Linked DNA regions of Mus musculus: regions 2, 3, 4, 5, 6 and 7 are each linked to region 1. Evidence: chromatin contacts called from public HiChIP or PLAC-seq and promoter capture Hi-C data. All regions are on one chromosome and are shown on one strand. Each heading gives the region's core, a stretch centred on a gene start, on an enhancer-like site or on the middle of the called end of the contact. The rest is flanking DNA. Distances are from core to core; before and after follow the strand shown.

Region 1 (2,630 bases), core at 64-2,563:
CTTTTTGAGCGCCTGCCGATTGAAATCTTTACGTCTGGACAATGGGAGATCGGCTAAAATTACCCTCTCGGGTCCTGGGCAGGCAAGATTCTTGAACCCCTACCCCCGCCCCCAGCCCATTCTCCCACAGCCTGGGCTTGCTTGGTGCCGGCTCCTCGGGTTCGGCGGGCCTTCTCTCCGCCTGCACCTGCACCTCTGGACCCCGCGCGCTTCCCAGGCCCCGGCGCCTCTCGGCCGGGCCTTCGTGACTACCACCGTGCCTGTCAGCAGGGGCAATGCCGGCTGCGCTGCCCCATCCTGAGAACGCTGCGTGGGAGGGAGTTTGTGAGCGCAGCCCAAATGCCACCTCCGCGCCTCGCGGTGGGATGCCAGGAAGTTGCGTGACCCTCCCCCCATCCCCTGCACTCGGGAGCTTCTTTCCGTTGATGCTTTCGTCCCCAAGGTTTCCTCTGAAACTGCCACCACTAAAAATCCTCTTGTGTCAGGGTTGGGAGTTAGAAAGAGCGGGAGCAGAGTTCCAGCTTTGCCTTTGCACCCTTTGGATGGGGCAGGTTGGTGGAGTAGGGAATTAGGGGTTGAGGACACGTGCTGCGGTTCCTTGAGCCACACCTGAGTCGGCCTAGGAAAAGGCTGGGAACAAGGCCTGGTCCTAGCTCTGCTCTACAGTCAGCTACATGGGCAGAGGACTCGTGTTTGGGAACCGAGCCGATGACACGGAAGCCAGGAGGGCGCTGAGGCCCGAGGCTTGGGTCTAACTTCTCGTCTGTACGGTGAGAAGAGGGGGTGAGTGGGTGCTGGCGACAAGGTTGGAAGAGGGGCTGCGACAGAGCGCAGTGCCGCGGATGAGCGCAGAAACAATGGCACACCACCTCCGGCTCTGCCAGCTTCCTGAAATACTAGTTGGACAGTCGCCCTGAACCACCCATGGGCCTTGCCCCACCCTGGCCCCAGCTTCCCGCGCCCCATCCACCCTTATGTATCCAAGAGAGAGCCAATATTCCGTAGCATGGGGGAAAGGAGCTGTCGTCTTGGTGCTGTTTACCCACTTCCTTCGAACAGGCGTGCGCCGTGACCTGTTGCTGAAAACGGGGGGCGGGGGGGGGGGATACAAAGGTTCCCCAGCGGCCGGCTGCGGGCCCGCCTCCCCCGCGCGGTTCGGGGCACAGCGCTCTGCTGGGCTCGGCTCGGCGGCGCGGCAGGCCCCGCCCCCTTTCATGCAAAACCCTCTGGCGAGGCTGGGCTCGGGCGCAGGAGCCGGCGCTCGCTGATTGGCCGCCGGAAACCCATTTATTCCCTGACAGCCCCCATCACATGGATGGTTGTCTATTAACTTGTTCAAAAAAGTATCAGGAGTTGTCAAGGCAGAGAAGAGAGTGTTTGCAAAAAGGGAAAAGTACTTTGCTGCCTCTTTAAGACTAGGGCTGGGAGAAAGAAGAGGAGAGAGAAAGAAAGGAGAGAAGTTTGGAGCCCGAGGCTTAAGCCTTTCCAAAAACTAATCACAACAATCGCGGCGGCCCGAGGAGGAGAGCGCCTGTTTTTTCATCCCAATTGCACTTCGCCCGTCTCGAGCTCCGCTTCCCCCCAACTATTCTCCGCCAGATCTCCGCGCAGGGCCGTGCACGCCGAGGCCCCCGCCCGCGGCCCCTGCATCCCGGCCCCCGAGCGCGGCCCCCACAGTCCCGGCCGGGCCGAGGGTTGGCGGCCGCCGGCGGGCCGCGCCCGCCCAGCGCCCGCATGTATAACATGATGGAGACGGAGCTGAAGCCGCCGGGCCCGCAGCAAGCTTCGGGGGGCGGCGGCGGAGGAGGCAACGCCACGGCGGCGGCGACCGGCGGCAACCAGAAGAACAGCCCGGACCGCGTCAAGAGGCCCATGAACGCCTTCATGGTATGGTCCCGGGGGCAGCGGCGTAAGATGGCCCAGGAGAACCCCAAGATGCACAACTCGGAGATCAGCAAGCGCCTGGGCGCGGAGTGGAAACTTTTGTCCGAGACCGAGAAGCGGCCGTTCATCGACGAGGCCAAGCGGCTGCGCGCTCTGCACATGAAGGAGCACCCGGATTATAAATACCGGCCGCGGCGGAAAACCAAGACGCTCATGAAGAAGGATAAGTACACGCTTCCCGGAGGCTTGCTGGCCCCCGGCGGGAACAGCATGGCGAGCGGGGTTGGGGTGGGCGCCGGCCTGGGTGCGGGCGTGAACCAGCGCATGGACAGCTACGCGCACATGAACGGCTGGAGCAACGGCAGCTACAGCATGATGCAGGAGCAGCTGGGCTACCCGCAGCACCCGGGCCTCAACGCTCACGGCGCGGCACAGATGCAACCGATGCACCGCTACGACGTCAGCGCCCTGCAGTACAACTCCATGACCAGCTCGCAGACCTACATGAACGGCTCGCCCACCTACAGCATGTCCTACTCGCAGCAGGGCACCCCCGGTATGGCGCTGGGCTCCATGGGCTCTGTGGTCAAGTCCGAGGCCAGCTCCAGCCCCCCCGTGGTTACCTCTTCCTCCCACTCCAGGGCGCCCTGCCAGGCCGGGGACCTCCGGGACATGATCAGCATGTACCTCCCCGGCGCCGAGGTGCCGGAGCCCGCTGCGCCCAGTAGACTGCACATGGCCCAGCA
Region 2 (2,630 bases), core at 42-2,541, 810 kb before region 1:
AATTGGCGGCTATGACTCGGGCACCAGCAGTGATCTTTTATCTGTCCTAATATTGATGGTCCTTAAGGGGAAATGCCCAATCCTAACCAGAGGGGAGAGCAGAGCAAAGCAGAGCAGAGTAGAGTAGAGCAGAGCAGAGCAGAGCAGAGCAGAGCAGAGCAGAGCAGAGCAGAGCAGAGCAGAGCATTCCAAACGTTCCAGTCTTCTCAGAAGATTTACCCAAAAGTCTTTTATGCTCACTTTCAGAGGGCAGAAAATATTCTCTTCTACCTTGTCAATTTGCACAAATCTTCAATTCTTGGTTCCCTCTTCCCCACACCCTAGTACCATTTCGTGGGACTTTGGGTGACTGCTAAAGATGCATTAACTTTGTGGAGCCGGTTGCAATTAAAAAAACAAAAAACAAACAAACAAAAAAACGACTTAAACTGCATGTATTTTAGTTGGTGCAGGTTTGTCCTAACAATGTGAAATATTTCACCATCTTGTGACACCTCGATTCTCACTCTGAAACTCTATATTGCATACTTCACTAAAATGTTTTCCTTGAAAGCACCTCAAGCGATTTTAAACATCACAGAAACACAAATGCTGGCAAGAATGTGTCTTGTGTGTGCACATGTGTAAATGGTGGTTACTAGGAAACACCAAAAATGCATTTGTGATCCTTAATTGGATGGGAAAGGCCTGCTAGCTGGCACCTGAAACAGCTGGAAGAGTGAGACTCGGGTTTTATGGCCCTGAATAGAAATTGTTGCTTCGATAAAACTTTCAAATGTGTAGTAACTGATAGGAGCAGGAGAGAAAGTGGGGAGGCCGGAGTATCAGATCTAAGTGATGAAGTCAGGCCACAAGAGGTGCAAATGAGCAGCGCGGCACCTGTACGTGGGACTTGGTCTTCCCTGGCCCTCCCCCGGATTCCCACTGGATACCCACCTAGCCCAGCATCCTCTATTTACACTCCTTACCTAGTCTTTACCTGGTCATCCATTGGCAGTCCTGGCGGCGTTCAACCAGCCCTTTTACCATTCCTCAGCTGTTCCCCTCTGGTCGTCTCTCCCCTAAATCCCACCCGGTCCTCCTCACCTGATCCTCCAGGATCTTGTTCTCCTGATTGGCCACGGGGATGGCGAACCCATCTTCCCAGTGCAGCTCTGACAAGAACTCACTGCACATGGCGTACGAGGCTCAAAGGAATCACAGACAAGCCACCCAAAACCGTTCCCTGGAGCTCGCAGCCAAGCCTAACCGTCTGTATTCCGCGGCCCTAGCAACAGCCAGGCGCCCTTAGTTACCAAACAGGAAGCACTCAGGCTGGAAGGCGGAACTTCCTTTGAGAATTCCCTTGTCCTTTTTGCAGCCGGTAGAATTTGCTTGCCTGTGTCTGTGAGGCACAGCTCTCTTTGCACGGATAGATACACTCCCAGGACTTCCAAAACGTGCAAATCTGGAAGCTCGGGTGCTCCAGAGGACCACAAAGTTCGGGGATGGAAGGCATAGGCTCCTGGGGTGCCAGGATGGTGGACTACAGGATAGCAGGATGGACGACCACCAGATTGAGGGATAGTATAATACCCAAAAGTGGCTTCAGATTTGTTCTTAAGTCATATATAAGGGACCATGATCTGGGAACACAGATCCAGGCTGCCCCAAATAGCATGTTCTCGCATGGAAACTTGCTTCACTACGTTTTTGTAATTGCAGAAGAAAAGGAAGCAATAAATCAAGGCATTTTTCCAATGCATTGATGAAAACATCACCAAAGACTGTTAGTATTGGGTTTGAGATGGAAGCTGAGAAAACTCACTTTAGAGATGGAAATTTAAAAATTAAGGCTTTATTTTCTGAGTGCTCAGGGAGGCAGCCAGTTTGGGATCTGAACCACGTACGGGGTGGGAGATTATACAGCATTGTTATAGGATGGTAACACAATTCAAAGTGGGGAGCTGGTGGGAACTGCAGCGTTATCCAATTGTATTTTGACATTATGTGTTAAACATGGGAGTACCTGTTGGGAGACTGAGCCTGTACAGAGCACCTGGCTTCAAGGTCCTTAATTCATTCTCCAAGACATTAGGTCCAGAGCTAAGAGTGATAAGGGGACAAAGACGCTGGCAGGAGCATATGAACTTGTTTAACCCTGCCAGCAAGACAGAGAAGTTGTGCCTGAGATGTCTAGACTCAACCGTTTACAACAGAAGATGTTCAGCTATGGGGAAGCCCCTGGCTTCCCTGGGATCTGGGACCTTGAATTTACTTTATCCCTATGATTAAATGGAGTCTGAAAACGAAATGGTACTGCCTGGAGTAAGTTTCCTTTGCTTCTTCCCAACAACAGCATAGTTGGGAAGTCAGTGCTATCCATAGGTTTCAAATACTATCTGGTGACATTCATAGCTTTGGGGTTGGTGAAAGCTAGTGGTTTGCTAAGTTAGTACAGCCCAACAAGCATTACCTGGTCAAATGGGCAATGAACGGCTGGCTATTAAGGAGACTAAAGATAGCTCAAGATAATTTGGCTCTGGGTTTCCAACTCTACACCATCGAAGTTCTGATCAAGTCAGTCAGCTTTAACATAAGAGCAGAACGGCATCCACAGCAAGATGCTCACAGCACAACACTCCTACCTA
Region 3 (2,630 bases), core at 48-2,547, 790 kb after region 1:
AAACTCTTTTTAGAAAATTGAAGTGAAGTTAATATTTCTGTATTAATTATCTGAGGCTAGTATTGGCCTGTTGTATAGAATGTATTGAAACATAAAATCATCGCAAGATAGGAAAATGACAGAGCAATTTCCCTTATTATGATAAATTAACTATTCATACAATTTTGCACATAGAAACAATATAAACAGAACGGCTAACATATCATGGCAAACTGGGTTGGGTTATTCTATGAATAGGAGATTGGTTTACCATTCAAAGTCAATTACAATAAGTGATTACATTAAAAAACAAGAAGACCATATGATGATCTCAATAAATGACCCTCCAACATAATTTGAAAACTACCTAATGGGTGCTATTGGTGGAAAAATAACCTCTCAGAGAACTGAAAATAACAGAAAGTTTCAAATTGATAAAAATAATTTACAAAAAGATGAGCTGGGATCTAGCTCAGTGGCAGAGTGTTTGCTTAGGTTGTGTGAAGCTGAAGGTTCAGTCCACAATACAACAACATCTGAGAATACAGAGTTTCCATCACATGTAATAATGAGAAGTTGACCATTTCCCCCTATAGATCAGGAACAAAATCACTATCACTACCTCCAGCCAACTCTGAACTAGAGATGGCAGTATAACGGGCCAAGAAACAGAAAAGGGGGCACCCTCACTGTGATAGGCTTTAGGAAAAAAAGCTACTAGAACTAACAAATTTAGTATGGTTGAATAACTTAAGATCAGTATATAAAACAAAAACAAAACAAAAAGGCATAAAGAATATCAGGAGCTAAAGGAAAAGCTGAGTCATATCGCCTTCCTGTTTTGGTTTTAACAAAATATCCAAAATTCGTAACATATGGCTAATTACAGCACAAATTTATTACCTTAACGCCACCTTCAAAACCAATAGGCAACCTTGGTTGTCACAAAGAAATAGAGAACCAAGCACTACCTCACATTCTCAGGCTCAGCTTTGGTTTATATCATCCTAACCTGGGGCAAGCTAGAACCCCACATCAGACATACAACCAAAAAAGAAGTCTATATGCACAGGTTCCATCATAAAGCACAGACCTATGAAATGTCAAAACAGTATGTCCTTCTCCAAACTCTAGTCCCAATGAGAGTTAACCTAGATGAACCCTATCCCACAGAATTTAAAAGAACAACTTGATCCAAAATTTCAAGGAGTTAAAGAAGACAGAGCAGTGGCAGGGAATCTCTGTGAACTTAAAGAGGTGAGCGCTAAGCCAAGGATGACAGCCAAAGGAACAAAGGCACTATTGAATGGAGGGAGTGTCAAGGACAAACTGGAATTTAAAAACAGAAATCAAGCTAGGCAGTGGTGGAACATGCCTTTAAGCTTAGCACTCAGAAGGCAGAGGCAGGAAGATATCTGTGAGTTCAAGGCCAGCCTGGTCTACAGAGTGAGTTCCAAAGCTACACAGAGAAATCCTATCTAAAAAAAAAAAAAAAAAAAAATAGGGGGAAAAAGAAGAAAAGAAAACTAAATTTAGTAAAGAGATATTAATGTTGAAGAGAACTCAGCCTTCAATTTGATAGATTTGAAAAGCTCACCTGACCTATGAGCGTCTGAATGACTAATGGTAGCCTAACACTCCCTGAAAACAAAGCGAGTCTGAGATGGCAACCAGTCTGGTGCCAGGCCGGCCCTCGCACGGATCCCAGGCAGGAGTGAACCTGAGAAAGACAACCCCCACAAAGGGCCTACTCAGTCAGCGACAGGGAACTAGCCTGGCATGACTACTAGTCTGGTGCCCTGCAGGCAGGAAGCAGGGTAGGGTAGACCATGCCCTGCCTAGCTTCATAATGACCAAGCATGGTACAGAACTCCTGAGGACACTTCTGAGCCAACCCCAGACACTCAGAGTCCCCACGAGCCATTGAGAGGAACAAATAAGTGGTGGTGTCATAGAAGGGAAAGAAACAGAAGGATGTGGCCACCATAAGGAGAGGCGAAACTGGAGACCTGAGAGTAGTGAGGGGTAGCTGTGATACTACCTGGGAGTACAGTGGGCTCCCATCTTGTGCTGCTACCAGGAATCATGCCTGGGTTTATGGTCCTGCAGCAGCAGGAATCTGTTACCCCAAAAGACCAAGCAGACATCCCTGGTGTGTTCTGCCACCTGAGGGCATATTGATGTCTGATGGCTGTGCAGAACGGGCCCCATCCCTCACCTGGTCATCCTGAGAGAGCTGACCCCACGGCATGAGAGCAGGGGTCTTGACCCCAGCCAGCTGCTGTACTCAGGCGAGTGGTCCCTGTGCATTGTTGGAGTTGAGGGTGAGCTGGCCCCAAGGATATAAGCATGGGAAAGCTGGCCCTACCACTTGTCTCCTGTGCAGTCACATGGAAGAGGGAAAGATACCATCTCACTCCTTTTCCCCTCATTGCCTGTGACAAGTAGGAGACCTGTCCCTGGGGTCACAAGAGCAAGAGAGCTATCCCTGCCAGTCATCAGCGGCGGCACCTGGGAGAGCCAGCCCTGCACCACATCTGGGCAGCAAGTAGAGTTGAATCTGGATGTGGAGGTTGTGGGTGAGCCACACCACCCTGAGGGCATAAGTGTGGGAGAGCTGGCTCTGCCTCTTGTCTGCTGTGTGTTGGTGT
Region 4 (2,630 bases), core at 74-2,573, 660 kb before region 1:
GGTAAAGAATTTATGGGCTGGGGATACAACAGAGTTCTTGCCTAGCATGGACAAAGCTGTGAGTTCGATCCCCATCAGTGCATGTTCCAAGCATGGAAACCCAGCACCTGCTCTTAGAGGCAGCAAGTCAGAAGTTCATCCGCTGCCACAAAGTGAATTTGAGGCTTGTCTAGGATGCTTGAATCTCTGCCTCAAAATAAGATAATGATAGGCTAAAATCAAGAATGCAGAACCCTACCTCACATCCTACACAAAGCTTCACACAAAATATACCATAGCCATAATTCTAATTCTACATAACTCCTTGAATGAAACATGAGAGTGTTATTTTACCTTTGTTTTTTAATCATGGTACTTGCTTTGTACACTAGGCTGGCCACAAATTCCCAGAAATCTACCTGCTTCTGCTCTCAAGTGCTGGATTAAAGGTATGCACCACTGCCCATCCCGGGAGTAGATAAAGATGCAATCACAACTGCTCACCCTGGAGTACATAAGGATGCTTATTTTTGTTTCAGATTGGTTTTGTTAATAGTTTGTGGGGCCTGGAGAGGTGGCTCAGCAGTTGAGAGCACTGGCTGCTCTTTCAGAGAATGGGGGTTCGATTCCCAGCACCCACATGGCAGCTCACAGCTGTCTGTCACTCCAGTTCCAGGGGATCCAACACCCTCACACAGACATACATGCCGGCAAAACACCAATGCACATGAAATAAAAGTAAACAAAACTTTTAAAATAGCCGATGTGTTTAATGATTCGTTAATTAAGAAGTTTCTTAGGTCCAATACTAAAAGTACAAGCAACCAAAGAGAGTGGTCCACCCAGAAGACTCTCAGCAACAAGAAGGGATGGGATTCTCCGCCACAGGTCAACTTTCAAAGCACTGTCTCAAACACAAGAAGCCACAATGAAAAGCTACACTTCATGATACTGTTCATTTGAAATACCATACATAGGTAAATTCATAGTGACAGAAAAATGAATAATACTGAAGGGCTGGAAGGAGGTCAGCAAATGAATGTTGATGGGCACCGGGTGCCTTTCGGGGCTTTAAAAAGTTCTAAAATGTGCTGTGGTGTTGACCACACAATCATAAAAAAAAAATTTACTAAAATGCATGGAGCATGAACTGTAAAACGGAATGCTGTGTGACATAGGACTGTTTCTTGATAATCTGTCTTTTAGAAGCAGGAATGTTCCCTAAGCTAACGCCCCAGACCTAGGAGTCTACAGTGCAGAAATAGCAGCAGATAACACGGTGCTTGCAGTAAGTGTCTTTGGCAGTACTCAACACAGTGTCACAAGGGCACACTGAGCCCCAGCGCTCCAGTCGCTGAGTTCTGAGCTTCAGACTCAAGGAAACACTGCCATTGTTTCTATGGAGATCAGCGGCGCTGTGGCTGATGGGATCAGAATTCTGTGTCCACCACCAAGGTCAGGAATTCAGGGTCCTGGGACAGACGGTCTGTCATCTAGTCAATCAATGGCCTCTGTGAGTTGAACAGACGGAGAGGAATAGGGTGTGGTATATTGTCAGAGCTTTTGCCTAGCATGGTCCTGGCCCTAGGTTCCATCCGTAGCCCTACACAGAAAGAAAAGTGGGAGCAGAGAGGATAGGTCAGGATAGTGTTGGGGGAGGAGGAGGTTAAAACAAAGTTATTACACTGATTTCTTTTTTGTGTGTATGTATAGGTCTCTGTGTGTGTGCATACTAAGGCCTGTGTGTGGAGGTTAGATGACAATTTGTGGGAGTCGGTTCTTGCCTTCCCTGGGCTGGGACCTAGGAGCCAAGTCAGGTTGTCAGGCTTAGGAGACAATCTTTCTCTTGGAGACATATTTTCAGCCCAGGAAGGAGGATTTTTAAGAATTTTTAAGTTACTTAATATGCTTCAGTGCCTGACCATAGAGGTGAACAAAGGGAGAAGTCATGAAATACACAGCAGAAATGGAACCCGACGACCGACCCAGGACATTTTGTATTCCATGCCTCTGAGAAAATTGCATTCAACATAGAATATACTCTTCCTGGGATAAGCCAGGCTTATCCTTTTTATGCTTAGGTATCACAGTTGAACCATCTTTGTAAATCACAGTATAGTCTATAAAGTGCCCAATGTTATGCTAATACGTTAAAAATAAGATTTCTTGCTGGTATGATGGTGTTCTCTTTAATCCCAATACTTGGGAGGCAGAGGCAGGCAGAGGCAGGTAGAGGCAGGCAGAGGCAGGCAGAGGCAGGCAGATATGTGTGAGTCCAAGGCCAACCTAGTGTTCTAGTGAGTTCCTGGATAGCCATGGCTACAGGGAGACCCTGCCTCACCAGTACTCCTCCCCAAAAACAAACAAACAAACAACGGATTTATTGCTGGGCGTGGTAGCACTAAGCCTGAGGTCCAAGCACCCAGGCAAGTGAGACCAAAGGGTCAGCGTGCCCATCCCAGCCTGGAGCCGGCTGAACAGACCTTGAGTTCGTGCCACAACAGACCTTCACGACCTAGGTGGAGTCACCTGCCTTGGTTGCACATGCAAGTTCCCACAGGAACTTAGAAGAATACACTACCTGCTGACCTCGCTTTGCAACATAATCCAGCTGAAACCAAAGGGTAGGGCCTGGGGGGGGAGGGGCTCTC
Region 5 (2,630 bases), core at 59-2,558, 630 kb after region 1:
TCATTAGACGGGAAGAGTGCAGTGCCCAGGGGGTGTTTGCTTCCCTTAGCATTGAGTCAGAGCATTGACAAGGCAGGAAGAAGAGATATATCATTATTACCATGAAGAGACACCATGATCATGGCAACCCTTACAATAGAAAGCATTTAATTGGGTCTGGCTTACAGTTTCAGAGGATCAGTCCATTATTACAATGGCAGGAAGCATGGCAGCATTCATACACACAAGGTGCTAGAGAAGGAGCTGAAAGTTCTACATCCCGATTCACAGGCAGCAAGAAGAGAGAAAAACGCTGGGCCTGCCTTGAACATTATAAAATCCCACCCCCAGTGACATGCTTCCTCTAACAAGGCCACATCTACTCTAAGAAGGCCACATCTCCTAACAGTGCCACTGCCTATGGTCCAAGCACTCAAACACATGAGTCTATTGGGATAATTCCCATTCAACCCAGAACATTCCAATCCTTGCCCCCCACAGGCTTGTAACCATACCATAATGTAAAAATGGCATCAGTCCAACTTCCAAAGTTCCATAGACTATAATAAAAAAACAAAACAAAACAGATCATACACTTCCAACATACAATGGCACAGGATATACCTTGCCTTTCCAAAAGGGAGGGGAGGGAGCATAGGGAGGAGATACTGGGCCAAAGCAAGGCTGAAAACCAGCTGAGCAAACTCCAAACTCTGTATCTCCAAGTATGATGTCAAAGTGCTCTTTAGATCTCCAGCTCTTTTCTGCTGTGTTGACTGTAACACATTCTCTTGGGCTGGTCCACTCCCTCTTACCAGTTTTCCTCAGCAGGTATTCCAAGGCTCTGGTATCTCCAACATCTTCAGGTTAAGGCAATCCAGGCTTCACCTTCACAGCTTCACACACGGCCTCTCTGGACCTCCATGCAGGGACACCCCTGCCTCATGCCTAGCCTCAGAGGCTTTCCTTAGTTATGAACAAAGATTCCATAACCCCTTTCTTCTAGCCTTGACTTTATAGGTAGAACCATGTGGCCAAAACTGCCAAGTTGTGCACAATCACCTCTTCATCAGCTCTCTATGTTTCATGGTTTCCTTCACTGTCCAACCCTGGTTGTCCTGGAACTTACTCTGTAGACAAGGCTGACCTTGAATCTAGAGATTTGCCTGCCTCTGCCTGTCTGCCTGTCTGCCTGTCTACCTGTCTGCCTGTCTGCCTCTGCCTCTGCCTGTCTGCCTGTCTGCCTGTCTACCTGTCTGCCTGTCTGCCTGTCTGCCTGTCTGCCTGTCTGCCTGTCTGCCTCTGCCTCTGCCTCTGCCTCTGCCTGTCTGCCTCTGCCTCTGCCTCTGCCTCTGACTATGACTATGACTATGACTATGACTATGACTATGACTATGACTATGACTATGACTATGACTGGCTATGACTCTGCCATGCTGAGATTAAAGGTGTATACCAATACTCCCAGCTCTAAGCTTTTCTTTAATTCCTTTTTACAAGTGAGACCTTGCCCTAAAGTCACCACTTCCTTTATTCCATTTAATATCAGGTTTTTCTTTAATTTGTTTATTTCCTTGAACACAGTCTTACCTTCATTTCATTTCCTGGTTTCCCCCTTCTCCTCAAATTATCCATTTTGTATTTTTTTTTCTTGCTCAGCTTACTCCTTTCCATTATAGATCATCACAAAGGGAACGTCAGTAATCATCAAACAGAGTCTATACTAGGCTATTTTGAGATTTCCTCTGCCAAGGCAATTAATCTAAAGCTCTTCAGTTTTACCTCTGGCAGATTTTTTTTTTAGACAAGGTGCAGAAAGCAGCCACATTTTTCACCAATTTATTGCAAGAACAGTCTCTAGACCACATACTAACATTATTCTCCTCTGAAACTTCTTGACCAAGGCCTCTACAGTCCAAATCACCCTTAGCACCTATGTCTTTCATGGTCCTATTTGTGTGGTTGATTAAGCCTCACTTAAAGGGTTCAATTGATTTTCTAATACAAAGTGCCAAAGTCCAGATTCCTACAAACAAAATTGTGATCAGGCCTATTTCAGCAATACTCCAGCTCCTGGTACCAACTTCTGTTTTAGTTAGAGTGTTACTGCTATAAAGAGACACCATGACTAAGGTAACTCTTACAAAGGAAAACATTTAATTGGGTCTGGCTTACAGTTTCAGAGGTTCAGTCCATTATCATCATGGTGAGATGTATGACTGCATGCAGGCAGACTTGGTGCTGGAGGATCTGAAAATTCTACATCTTGATCCACAGGCATCAGGAAGTACACTGACTTAAACTTCTGAGACCTTAAAGTCCATCCCCTAGTAACACACTTACTCCAACAAGGTCACACCTATTCCAACAAGGCCACACCTCCTAATAGTCCATTCCATATGGGCCAAGAATTCAAACACATGAGTCTATGGGAGCTAAACCTATTCAAACCATCACAAAGTATACTTCCTTTGTATCAGAGAATGATCATCCTTGAAGTCCTCTGATGATGAAGATGTTGTTCTTAGTTAGCATGGCAGGGATGTGTGCACAACACACGCTCAGACATGTAGAGACAAATCCATGTGACAGCTACCTGCTTGTCTTGCATGATACGGAAGATGCTTTGATGGCTATCATTCTCCTATCCA
Region 6 (2,630 bases), core at 69-2,568, 610 kb before region 1:
AAGGATTAGGCTGAGGCATGTCTTCACTTTAGAAAGCTGTGTTAGCTTTTCTCTTGTTGCTAGTAGTTTGTTTTGCAGTAGAAACCTTAGCTCTAACAAATTTAGAGTTTGAATTTTTATAGCATGTAAGTCTAATATATTTATTTTTATCTAGACTACCATCCTAAACTCAGTTTTGTAGCTTTTAGCTGTTTAGTTCCTGATTACATACAGTTGGTGGTTTGTTTGCTGAACGCTAGCTGTGGGGTTTTAGTTTCTGTTTCCCCTTTTGTAAGGAGTATACATTAGTTTGTAGTGGATTGCATAAAAGGAAGACATTTGATGAGGTCTTAAACAACCAAAAGTAATAATTGAGCTTGGCCATATAATTCTCCAAATGGGTTATGGCAGTGGCCGTGGGGCCTGGGAGCTGGAGACACTACTGCATTCTGTCATCTGCTGCAGCCGTAAGAATTCTTTAAGTGTAGGTGTAGACTTATTGAGAAAGTGTCAGCAAGAGCCATAGACAATTTTGGTAGTTCTGAAGTTAGCTTGATGCTAAGATATCCCTTCCCCTGTTTCTCTTCTCTTTCAGTAAAGAGGTTTAGGGTGTCTCTGGAGCTGATTTGGATGGGATTGTAGTCTGATAAGGTGAAATCATATATCAAAAGGAGGTCAAGACTTATTTTCTGTAAAGTGGAGTTTTTGTGAGATACTTGGAGAATTGAAAGTTTGTGGCTGGAAAAGGAGGGTGGCTATATTGATGATCCTATATTCAGGCTTTAAACAAGGCCCTTTGCTGTGTGTAAGCAATCTTAGCAAATGTTAATTTGGCTGGAATTCTTTAAGCTGGCCAGGAACTTCATCAAGCTGATGGCTCCTTCCCCTTTCCAGGTCTCATTAATTTCCCTGTCTTTCTTTTCTGCCTCCAATTTAGTGGTAGTGGTTTCAAAAGGATTCCTGTCTATAGCCTTTTTATTTTTCGTTGAGAGGGCTGGTTGCTGTAGAACTCCTAACTGACCAAAGACGACCTTGGGTATCTGATACCCGATTCCCCTGCTTCTGCTTCAGATCTACAGATTTCAGATGAATGGTGGTTCTAGCAAGACTTCACTGTGCTCTCCTGTTACAAATTGGGTTTTGATGATTTTTTTCTGTAAATATGAAAGTCTCCATCATTTCTACTGGTAGTATTGTTGTAAGACTTAAATCCACTGTTTCTCTTTAATGGAAAGAGCTCTTAAAAAAGAATGAGATTTTTTTTTTTAAAGTACTGTTTGTAACATTCCAGGAAGTGAAACTTTGGGTTGGTGTTGATATGTATTGCTGCAGTTGTTTCTTTCTCTAAAATGAGAGGATTTGGAAGATCATTTCAAAACTGTATCTTCAATGGCTGTTCTGTGTTGTACTGTGTACTTTCTTCAAGCTGTTTATGCTTCCATATCAAACCTGCCAAGCACCTGAGGGTAGATACTTGAAAACCGAAGCAAAGTTGTTTATGTTGATAATGTGGGTCACAAAACAAAGTGAAATAGGAAAAGAGCAAAGGTAGAAGAAATTGTAACACATGTAACATCTTAAAAGTTGTATATATTAAAACTAGAGTCTCAATTTCATTGTTTGGTCTTTCCTCATGTTCTTATTGACTGGGAAACTTACGGAATTTAACTCTTAGTTGAGAGTTAACCTCTACCCCCAGCCCACCTTCTTTCCTTTGTGATTTATCATGGCTCGGCTTTTAGGTGGGTTTTGTTTTGTCTCAAAATTCTTTATTAGAAATGACTTCCTTACACTGGGATTATGAATAATTTACTTATGTCCTCCCCTCCCCCCAATTTTTTTAAAAAATAAAAATTTTTTCCATACCCTACCCCGTTTTTGAGGCAGGTTTTCTGTTTGGTTCATTCTGCCTTCATACTCACTATGTAGTCTGGACTGTCCTTGAGCTTATTCTCTTGATTCAGCTTCTTGAACATTGGGAATAAGAGGCACATGCTATCTTGCCTGGAAGAAATTTATTAAGTCTTTTAATCATTAATTTTGTGAAGACAAATTTGTGGTGGTGGTGAAAATTGAGTACAGGTGCTCTACCACTGAGCTGCAGTTCCCATCCCTTGATTAATTTGAAACTAGATCTTTTCAGTTTTGGCTGACTTTGAACCTGCTCTGCCTCTTGAGAGTTAGTGTTTCAGGCCTTGTGCCACCACACCCAGCTTAATTTTCCATAAGAATTAGCAAAAAGTCTGAGTACTGCTTAAAAGTAAATCACTCTCTTTACCCTCATTTAAAAAATTCTAAAGCCAGGCGGGGTGGCCCACGCCTTTAATCCCAGCACTCCTGGGTAGAGTCAAGTGGAGCTCTGTGAGTTTGAGGTTCCAGGACAGCCATTCCGGGAGCAAGGAGAACAAGTTTAAAGTCCTGCCAACATGGAAGATTCCCGGAAAGTGGCTCTAGGGGCTATTTTCCCCATTGGGTCTGCAGTAGCAGAGATGAAATACAGATTTTAAAAGATATTAACTCGGGAATACTGGAGGGGAGTGTGTGCTTGCCTTGGGGAGGTTTAGAAGTGCCCAGTCATTGAGCTAGCTAGTCAAGGTATATCAAAATTAGCTGTTGTGTGTGTTTGTGTCTTTCGTTCACAGCCCAGCTCG
Region 7 (2,630 bases), core at 65-2,564, 590 kb after region 1:
AGGCTGTTCAGCCAAGTGAACTCCAGGGACCTACCAATCTCTGCCTCTCTAACTGCTAGGATTAGAAGTATGTACCACCGCACACAGCTTTTTCTGCGGGTTCTGGGAATGGAACTCAGGTCCTTGTGCTCAGGTAGCAAGCATGTTTCCCTCTGGGCTATCCCCTCAGCCTGAGTTCTCTTCTTTAGCATGGCTAAACTCAAACCAGAGTCCCTATCAGCAGCACCCGAGAATCACACACTGTTTGTTCTCTTTGGGGACATGCATGCTGGGTTTGTTTTGTTTCTATTATTACTATTATACTTGCTCTTAGGAGGTTTCTACAGTCATCCTAGAGGCTCCATGGTAGCTTGCCATTTTCTGTGGCAGTGGGACCTATAAGAAATACTGAGTCTAAATGAAGGAACAAATGGCTGCACTAGCACCATGAAGTCTCCATTGGCAAGTGACGGTCTCCTACGTAATCACCATAAACGTGATGACAATCACTAAAAGGAGCCAGCAATCTAGAGATTCATCTTATTAAACATGTTTTTGCACGGTTCCCTCCTTCTGCTCTCTTAGTTGCATTTCTGAGGCTCTCAGGGTCATGCAATCTTGACTAGAACGGAAAACTCTCCAACCAGTAATAATCCAGGAAGACATCAAAAACGCCCAGACAGAATCAGGCTAATATTTCCTCACCAGGTGTCTAGCTTCTTAATCTAGTGATAATATCGCATTCCAAAGAAAGGCACCGAGACCCTCCCTACCAGAGCTTTAAGCACTTGCCTCTCCACCTAGGATTACCAGCTTGCCTTAGCAAACATTCTCACCTGCACAGAGCAGGGGCTGATCTCCAATTGCTAAGAACTGTCGGTGGGAGGGGAGAGTGAGCAACAGCCCAGAGAAAACTTTTCTTTAGAAGCCAAGACCCAGAGAAAAATTCCAAAGTTTCATGTGCATACGCTGAGCTGCCTGGGACTTCATTTACATTTCTTAAGCCAGGCCCTTCTTTAAAATCAAGAAATGAAAAGGCAGGCTTCCCAGAAAGGCACGTTTTAAGGACTGCCTCTTAATAGGCATCTGTGTGAAAGAGAGTAAAGACCCATGTAAAGGGTGAAGCTGGAAAACCTTGTGTGGGATTTGGCTGAGTGGAGTTAAGGTCTTTTTTTGGTAGAAGGCAGAGAAGTGAGACAGACATCACAGGCTGTGAGGCCATCCTGGTGACATGAGTTTGTCACTTTTCCTTCTGGGATCTGGCCACAGGCATGCTGGGGAGGCACTGGAGATTGGTGCATGGGGAGCGTTGGGGACTGGAGGCCGGGTCAGACCCAGTGTAGGCACTGAGCTGCTACTGATAGCACTTCCTGTAGCCAGCACTGGGGACAGGGCCTCTGTCAGAATGTCTTTCTCCAGCTCCTCCAGTAGGAATGATTTAGGAAGTAAATAACAATAAGAACAATACCTTGCCCGTCCCCTCCCCCACCAAGCACATCAGAGTTACAGTTGCTGGGAGATGAGCCTTGTATTCATTAATATGTGAATAATTAAAATTCTAAAGATGGTAGAGTCAGAAGATAGATCAAATGGTAAAGTGCTGACTGGGCAAAAGCCAGGTCCCGAGTTTGGTCCCGCATACCCATGTGAACAAGAAAGAGGTGGTAAATGGTCGTCATCCCAGCTCAGGCAGCACCAGTGAGGCAGGGAAGCGCATCCTGGAGTTCACAGGCCAGCCAACCTAACCTCATGAATGTGCACACGCATGCGCATGCACACGCACCTCCACAAACCTACAGTATGATCCTAATGCAGAACTGGGCTGAGAGCTGCCTTAGTGCTGCTCACATAAGTACCCAGTTCACATGCAAGTGTGTTTCCTGGGGGCTGATGGGATATGTGTGCCAGTTACGTGTGTCAGAGAGGAGGTGCTAGGGAGCCCTCTGCAATGACATGTCTCTGTTCCACAGGGTCACACTCTGAGGAGCAGAAGTTTCCCCACAATTGGACTCTGAGTGCACACAGGACATAGAACACTGAGGTCATATGGTTCAGGGATCTCTTCTGTACAAATAAACCCCTGTCATCATCCTTTCATGCTGCCTGTGGAAACACCCATCTACCTCGTAGAAAATACATCATACATACATACATACATACACACACACACACACATACAACCATGAGAAAAGCAGCCGAAGGGTGAGCTGTAGACAAACAACCCTGCATGAATCACATTAAAGAGTAGGAAAATGCTTTTCCAGTGTTTTACTCGGGAGTGTGGAGTTTCAGAGAGAACTTCCCTTGTCTGCTTGAATAACGGACCCTGGAGCACAGCACATTTATTAGGAGATGTTACAGAGTGCTGCTATTTGTTGTGAGTAAATGAGAGTAGTTATTCCAAGTCTAAGAAATTCTCCTGCAGATATCCACTTGTATACAGATGTCAGTTACTAACACTTGTTTAAAGAAAAAAAAAAAAAAACAAGCAGAAAATGTCAACCAACTGGGTACTTTCTGGTATATTCACGTTATGGAACAGTATATGCTATCTGATGGAGATCTGCATCTATTAATGTGTGAGAAGTCGTCAGACGCCCATAAAAGGAAAGTGTAGCTTATACAATATGGGACCCATTACAGAAAAATAA

The links. Promoter capture Hi-C pulls out the DNA fragments that hold promoters and counts their contacts. HiChIP or PLAC-seq counts read pairs in DNA pulled down with a chosen protein or histone mark.
Region 2: an H3K4me3 HiChIP or PLAC-seq map of forebrain shows a contact between it and region 1, with 4 times the contacts expected there. The contact joins the promoter of Ccdc39 here to the promoter of Sox2 in region 1. A contact is called at or near these places in 8 of 39 promoter capture datasets (cranial neural crest, embryonic stem cells, frontonasal cranial neural crest and 4 more), 4 of 484 Hi-C or Micro-C datasets (cerebellum, cerebral cortex and cortical neurons) and 7 of 115 datasets of contacts at active chromatin or transcription factors (SST interneurons, astrocytes, bone marrow-derived dendritic cells and 4 more).
Region 3: a promoter capture Hi-C map of embryonic stem cells shows a contact between it and region 1, with 5 times the contacts expected there. The contact joins the enhancer-like site here to the promoter of Sox2 in region 1. A contact is called at or near these places in 4 of 39 promoter capture datasets (cranial neural crest, embryonic stem cells and second pharyngeal arch cranial neural crest), 10 of 115 datasets of contacts at active chromatin or transcription factors (craniofacial prominence, embryonic basal ganglia, embryonic forebrain and 6 more) and 1 of 9 other capture datasets (embryonic stem cells).
Region 4: an H3K4me3 HiChIP or PLAC-seq map of embryonic stem cells shows a contact between it and region 1, with 5 times the contacts expected there. The contact joins the enhancer-like site here to the promoter of Sox2 in region 1. A contact is called at or near these places in 5 of 39 promoter capture datasets (the SN4741 cell line, cranial neural crest, embryonic stem cells and 2 more) and 6 of 115 datasets of contacts at active chromatin or transcription factors (craniofacial prominence, embryonic hindbrain, embryonic stem cells and 2 more).
Region 5: a contact with region 1 is called in an H3K4me3 HiChIP or PLAC-seq map of neural tube, with 3 times the contacts expected there. The contact joins the promoter of 1700017M07Rik here to the promoter of Sox2 in region 1. A contact is called at or near these places in 5 of 39 promoter capture datasets (cranial neural crest, embryonic stem cells, hippocampal neurons and 1 more), 7 of 115 datasets of contacts at active chromatin or transcription factors (embryonic fibroblasts, embryonic forebrain, embryonic hindbrain and 4 more) and 1 of 9 other capture datasets (embryonic stem cells).
Region 6: a promoter capture Hi-C map of embryonic stem cells shows a contact between it and region 1, with 2.9 times the contacts expected there. The contact joins the enhancer-like site here to the promoter of Sox2 in region 1. A contact is called at or near these places in 6 of 39 promoter capture datasets (the SN4741 cell line, cranial neural crest, embryonic stem cells and 1 more), 2 of 484 Hi-C or Micro-C datasets (both in embryonic stem cells) and 8 of 115 datasets of contacts at active chromatin or transcription factors (cardiomyocytes, embryonic forebrain, embryonic hindbrain and 2 more).
Region 7: a promoter capture Hi-C map of liver shows a contact between it and region 1, with 5 times the contacts expected there. The contact joins the enhancer-like site here to the promoter of Sox2 in region 1. A contact is called at or near these places in 9 of 39 promoter capture datasets (cranial neural crest, embryonic stem cells, epiblast stem cells and 5 more), 7 of 484 Hi-C or Micro-C datasets (cortical neurons, embryonic somatosensory cortex, embryonic stem cells and 3 more), 8 of 115 datasets of contacts at active chromatin or transcription factors (embryonic brain, embryonic forebrain, embryonic hindbrain and 4 more) and 1 of 9 other capture datasets (embryonic stem cells).

What each region holds. Positions count from the first base shown.
Region 1 is chr3:34,648,682-34,651,311 of GRCm38.p6, forward strand. Sox2 (SRY (sex determining region Y)-box 2) reads left to right here and starts at 1,314. Exons shown (of 1, transcript NM_011443.4): 1 at 1,314-2,630. The coding sequence starts at 1,735. The region is part of intron 3 of Sox2ot (SOX2 overlapping transcript (non-protein coding)); the gene reads left to right. RefSeq lists a promoter at 801-1,551.
Region 2 is chr3:33,843,019-33,845,648 of GRCm38.p6, forward strand. It overlaps Ccdc39 (coiled-coil domain containing 39), which reads right to left and starts at 1,292. Exons shown (of 20, transcript NM_026222.2): 1 at 1,087-1,292. The coding sequence starts at 1,176.
Region 3 is chr3:35,436,599-35,439,228 of GRCm38.p6, forward strand. No RefSeq gene overlaps it. Among named protein-coding and RNA genes, the nearest start is that of Gm38512, 32 kb to the left of the region's middle. Within about 2 kb of position 1,298, at least 3 of the 459 cell types and tissues checked have an H3K27ac peak or open chromatin away from gene starts, as enhancers often do. A contact at or near this core is called in embryonic stem cells, where this site is marked.
Region 4 is chr3:33,988,143-33,990,772 of GRCm38.p6, forward strand. No RefSeq gene overlaps it. Among named protein-coding and RNA genes, the nearest start is that of Gm46833, 14 kb to the left of the region's middle. Within about 2 kb of position 1,324, at least 18 of the 459 cell types and tissues checked have an H3K27ac peak or open chromatin away from gene starts, as enhancers often do. A contact at or near this core is called in embryonic stem cells, where this site is marked.
Region 5 is chr3:35,274,823-35,277,452 of GRCm38.p6, forward strand. It overlaps 1700017M07Rik (a long non-coding RNA gene), which reads right to left and starts at 1,309. Exons shown (of 2, transcript XR_880766.1): 1 at 795-1,309.
Region 6 is chr3:34,033,698-34,036,327 of GRCm38.p6, forward strand. The region is part of intron 1 of Fxr1 (fragile X mental retardation gene 1, autosomal homolog); the gene reads left to right. Among named protein-coding and RNA genes, the nearest start is that of Fxr1, 15 kb to the left of the region's middle. Within about 2 kb of position 1,319, at least 39 of the 459 cell types and tissues checked have an H3K27ac peak or open chromatin away from gene starts, as enhancers often do. A contact at or near this core is called in embryonic stem cells, where this site is marked.
Region 7 is chr3:35,241,742-35,244,371 of GRCm38.p6, forward strand. No RefSeq gene overlaps it. Among named protein-coding and RNA genes, the nearest start is that of 1700017M07Rik, 33 kb to the right of the region's middle. Within about 2 kb of position 1,315, at least 8 of the 459 cell types and tissues checked have an H3K27ac peak or open chromatin away from gene starts, as enhancers often do.